Linked DNA regions of Sus scrofa: region 1 is linked to region 2. Evidence: chromatin contacts called from public HiChIP or PLAC-seq data. All regions are on one chromosome and are shown on one strand. The core of a region is the stretch at or near the end of the contact, and the rest is flanking DNA. Distances in the headings are between cores, read along the strand shown.

Region 1 (2,700 bases), core at 79-2,578, 360 kb before region 2:
AGAGAGTTCAAGATTTGTGAAGTGTTTGTAGCTTCATGATTTTTTTTTTTTTCAGTGCTGATGGATTTCAGGGTCTGGGACCTTAGAGAATGCAACACCCCCTCCATCCAGCCCTGCTCTCTCAGCCCCTAACTAGAGGGTAAAGAAGTTGGAAGGATAACAGGAAAGAGTAGGTCACAGAACCAGTGATTGGAGGAACTAGAGTTTTAAGCCATCACACTTTCCAGAAGTAGCCCCAGCCCCATTGACTCTTGGTTTATACACAGTAGGGAAAAACAAAAACAAACGAACAAAAAACACTGGACTTCAAATTGAGCTTGGACCCCCTTCAGCCTCTTTACATATGTGATTTTAGGGAAGTAACCTTGCTGAACATCTATTTCTTCATCTGCAAAATGGGGATAATATTACCTCCTTCATGATGATAATGATGATTTATTGAGGCAAATGATGATATTTAAGCCATACTAGTTGTATCTTTGTTGAGGGAAGCAGTAAGAGCTAGAGCTGTTCACTGGCATCTTCTGTGTCCTAAGAAATGGGTCGTAGGTTTTGCAAAGCAGCAAGGACTCCATAGTACCCCAAAGTGGCAGGTATTCCCGGGAGTGGAATTCTGGGAGGTCCAATTCCAGAGAAAACCAGGCACCAGGTTAGATACTTTATGTCTTAAATGTCCTTGTTTTCAAAAAAGTATCTAAAAGCCATTCAACAATATCAGGATTTAGACTTCAGTGTGTGTGTGTGTGTTTGTGTGTGTGGCCATTGGTGCAAGTCAGGACCTAAGGACTATAAAAATATTGATGCAACTGTCAGAGGTACATGGTATTTGACCTTCTATTAATAAAGACAAATTATTGCATTTCTGTGATATTTGAGTCTGCAAGAACTTCCCTTGATTCTGCTGGTACTTCTGCTCCCCAGCTCCTGGGGCTGCTGGGGTGAGGGACACGGGGTTGTGTTTCTGATTTATGAGGTGGAATAGTAGTCTGATTTACTCAACAGAAAGTCAGCGAAGGTTCAGATAACAACGGAGTGCAACTTCCTGAATGATAACCACAGCAACAACTCAAGCGTTTGGTGGCAGGACAGCAAGTTTGGCCAGAAGTCATCCACAAAATAAACTATGAGCCGGGTGGAATGACTAGTAGGTGAGCACAAATAAATAGAGGGCAAAGCAAATACTGAGCCCATGAAACTGGAAGCAGAAGGACTTCGAGGGAGGTTTTCTTGTGGACATTTGCAGGATGTCGGGAGTGGAGTGTTCATTGTGGCTGTTTGCTGACACCATCCCACTTCCTGTGTTGTTCCTTTTCACTCAAATTTCAATGGCAGGGCATGCCACCAGAGCAGGGTAGGGCAGTGTACCCTGCGTTACTTAAGAGACATCTCAGCTTACACAGGGCGGCATTTTTATTTTTCACCCTCGCCTGTGCTGCATTTGAAGAGAGTACTTTGGAATCAGCTCATCTAAGCCTCCAACTTCAAAGGGGGCTCATTCTTGTTTGACAACAGTCAAACATTTTTGCCAGTTCTTTGACCTTTAGAATAACATGCACTCAGGTCTGCCCTGTCAACTGTCTATAAAAATCCAAGCAGATCAACGACTTGATCTTTTCAAGAGCACATCTAAAGGACGGAGACCCTTCTAATTTTGTTCCTCTAGGACTTGTTTTGGGAAAACCCAGCTGCTGCTCCTAGTCTTAATGAGATGTGACTTTAGAAGGGTTGAGTCTGTGGGCCTCGACTTACATTGTGGTCCTGTACCCTTTTATTACAAATTACACATGATGTTTTTAGCCACTCACATCAGCATTTTTCCCCAGCTGCAGTCAATTTTATCTCATTCTTGTTGATCATGATCATTTGTGAAAGTATAAAAAGGAAAAACAACAACAACAACAACCAGTGTTTCCAAAGGCCATTTGCCATGGGGAAATAGAATATGTTGACCTTTCTGCTTGTGTCCATTTGGGGGCTTTGGCCATGAGGGTCAGGTCACATGTGGCTTCGGGAACTATTCCTTGGTGTGTTTCAGGCAGTCCAAATATCTTGAAATTTTGCAGAATGCGAAAGAAAAGCCAGAGGCTGGTGAGATTCAGCTAGAACCCAGTTGACTACTGAGGACAATAAAAATCTGATGCAACTTGTTTATGTCTTTGCAAAGTAGTAATAATAATAATATTACTTTACGTGTATATAGTTCCTATCTTCTTACAGAATTCAAAACAGTGTCCCTTTTTGTATGCCCTCTGTTTCAAAAATATATCTGAGATGTTGTATGTAAAATGATGCTGCCTGTAAAATGCAGGCACATCATCACGGAGAATAAGTGAATGTGGTGGTGGGAATCATATTTTATCAGAAGTACCTAAAATCAGGAATGAGGAAGCCTGTCAAGCTTCTAATAGTTATGAGGCAGTTTTGTATCTCAGTTTCAGTATCTATATTGTGAGGCTAATAATAGTACATTTCCCATTGATGGTATGAATACATGTAAAGCATTTACATCGTAATGCTTGTACATGGTACATTCTCAGTAAGTATTGTTGTTCATGTTGGTTCTAGAATAGGGCAAATATGAATATAAAAGTCCACTCTGTCCCTTATTGGTTTATACAGCCTTGGACAGTACTGGTAATGATCAATTTGGTTGCAGTTTATTGAATATAACTTCTACTGCCAAACATTATATGGTACTTG
Region 2 (2,700 bases), core at 123-2,622:
TGTTCTGTTTTCCATTTGACAGGAGGCAATGGCAAGAATGAGCAAAGTTGGGAAAGTTGTGTTTCCTAGATGTGAGGATAAAAGGTAAGTTAATACATTTTCCATGCACAATGCAGAGGAAGGAGGACAGCAAACACATGCAACTCTAGAGCTGGAATAAATCTCAGGGTTCAGCAATCCAGGCCTCTCATTAAGTAGGTGATTAAGTTCAGAGAGGTAAAGTCACTTTCAGTTCCCTAGGATTACAGAGCTAGGTAGGGCCAGACCTGGAGATCAGATACAAACTTTAAAATGTTTTATTATCATGGTTGATATACAATGTTGTGCCCATATCTGCTGTACAGCAGTGACTCAGTCATAAATATGTATATCACCAGCCCCCTCCCCCTTGGCAACTGCGCATCTGTTCTTGTCAGGGCAAGACAGGGGAGAATATTGTCAGTAGAGAAAATTATAACATATGCAGAATTATAAAGATGGAACCAGCATGGTATATTCAGGTAACTCTAAACAACTTATAATTCTGAAATACAAAGTATGAGATGGGGGATGGCAGGAAGTGAAACTGGATTTGGCAGGAACAAAGGGGGTCCTTTCATACAGAGTTTTGAGGCTGTGCTAAGGACCTCATACTTCATCCTAGTGCAGAATGGAGATACTGAATTTTAGGCAGTGGTGGAACCTACTCTGTTGTGGATATTAGAAAGATCCTTTTAGAAGATGCATTAGAGGGCTAAGGGTAGAAGCAGAGAGACCTAAGTTAGAGATGGAAAGCTTTTCAGTAATCCAAATGAGAGATGAAAAAGACCTATACTGAATCACTGGTAGTGAGCTTAGAGAGGAAGGAACAAGCGGCATTTATCATTTTAGGAAAGCATTTGAGATTAAGTCATAAAAGCAAATTCTACCTTATGTAATGGACAGTCAAAGGCACTGATCCTACTCAAGCACTATCAACATTTAACAGAATGGAACTATACACGGAAAAAACCATCTAGTGTCTTTTCATTTTCTTAAAAAAGGGTCTGAAAATGGAGCTGCATATAAACCATCCTGTAAATACCAGGGTCTGTGGAGCAAGTCCCTACATGGGGGAGCTCAATGCAGGAACCTTGAGAGTTCTGAGTTCCCCATGACAGTGGAGGCCCTGGGCCAGCAGCATCCCTCTCTTGTTGAAATTAGAAACAGATTATTCTTCTCCATCTCTTTACTGACCTTCCAAAGACTTTTGAAGGAAGTCTGTTTTTAAGTCCTTTGTGTAAACCCACGTATTCTTTGGAAAAGAATCCTTGGCTTCTTGCTGTCAGCTGGGAGCCCTCCTCTTTGAGGGAGGCACACACGATGCTCTAGCACCATCTGCAGGCGACTGGAAGATTTGCAAGGGGAAAGAGAGCCAGTTTGCTGAACTACTCTCATATCTCCTTGACTCAAATCACGTTAGTTATCTGTACCACACAGTTATCTGTGCCACACAGACCTAAGAACAGGAAAAAACATTTTTATATCATACAGCTGATAAAGTATTAATATCCATATGCAGAGTACTCTCCAAACTCAACAACCAAAAAACAAACAACCTAAATCAAAAATGGGCAAAGGACTTGAATAGACATTTCTCCAAAAATGATATATACATGGCCAATAAACACGTGAAAAGATATTCACCATCACTAAACATAGGGGAAATTCAAGTCAAAACTGCAGTGAGATAACAGTTTACACCCATTAGGGTGGCTACCGTCAAAAAAATAAAATAAAATAACAAGTGTTGACAAGAATGTAGAAGAATCGCACCCCTTGCATACTGTTGGTGGAGATGGACAATGGTGTGGCCATTGTAGAAAATAATATGGTGGTTCCTTAAACAATAAAGATAAACCACCATATAACCCAGAAATTGCACTTCTGAGTATGTGCCCAAAGAACTGAAATCAGGGTCTCAAAGAGATATTTATATACCTATGTTCATAGCAGCATTATACACAGTAGCTAGAACATGGAAGCAACCATATGTCTTATTAAGATAGAGAAAAAGGGGTATATAATACATACGATAGAATATTATTAAGCCTTAGAAAGGAAGGGTCTAATGAAATATGCTACAGTATGGATGAACCTTGAGGACGTTATGTTGGTGAAAAGAGCTAGTCACAAAATGACAAATATTACCTGATTCCACTTCTGTAAGGTTCTTTGAATAGTCAGATTCATAGAGACAGAAAGTAGCATGGTGATTTCCAGGGGATGGGGGGGAGAGGGGAGAATGGGTAGCTATTGTTTAATAGATAGAGTTTTACTTTTGCGAGATGAAAAGAGTTCTGTGGGTGGATGGTGGTGAGGACTGCACATGGTAATGTGAATGTACCTAGTGCCACTGGGTTGTACACTAAAAAGTGGCTAAAATGGTAAACTGCATATTTTACCACAACTTAAAAAATTGAAAAACAAAAAGCATAGGGAAAGAAGTACCTTGGACCTCAGCTTCCCATGCACACAAAAGGAAAAGTATAGTCTATTCATCATCTAACATTCCAGGATAACAGAAGGATGTAAGAACATTAGCTCACATTCATAAACACTTGACAGCCTGCAAAGTATTTCATGTTGATTTTCATGTTTAAAATTCAGTCACTCTATGATGTAGGTACTTTTTTTTTTTTCTTCTTCTCTTTTTAGGGCCGCACCTGAGGCATATGGAAG

Evidence for each region. HiChIP or PLAC-seq counts read pairs in DNA pulled down with a chosen protein or histone mark.
Region 1: a contact with region 2 is called in an H3K27ac HiChIP or PLAC-seq map of alveolar macrophages. The contact joins two enhancer-like sites. A contact is called at or near these places in 2 of 47 Hi-C or Micro-C datasets (embryonic fibroblasts and fibroblasts) and 2 of 2 datasets of contacts at active chromatin or transcription factors (alveolar macrophages and skeletal muscle).

What each region holds. Positions count from the first base shown.
Region 1 is chr6:153,118,354-153,121,053 of Sscrofa11.1, reverse strand. All of the region lies in intron 5 of FGGY (FGGY carbohydrate kinase domain-containing protein), which reads left to right. Among named protein-coding and RNA genes, the nearest start is that of FGGY, 93 kb to the left of the region's middle. Within about 2 kb of position 1,328, at least 15 of the 83 cell types and tissues checked have an H3K27ac peak or open chromatin away from gene starts, as enhancers often do. A contact at or near this core is called in alveolar macrophages, where this site is marked.
Region 2 is chr6:152,759,348-152,762,047 of Sscrofa11.1, reverse strand. It overlaps FGGY (FGGY carbohydrate kinase domain-containing protein), which reads left to right. Exons shown (of 16, transcript XM_021097811.1): 15 at 23-84. Among named protein-coding and RNA genes, the nearest start is that of HOOK1, 51 kb to the right of the region's middle. Within about 2 kb of position 1,372, at least 7 of the 83 cell types and tissues checked have an H3K27ac peak or open chromatin away from gene starts, as enhancers often do. A contact at or near this core is called in alveolar macrophages, where this site is marked.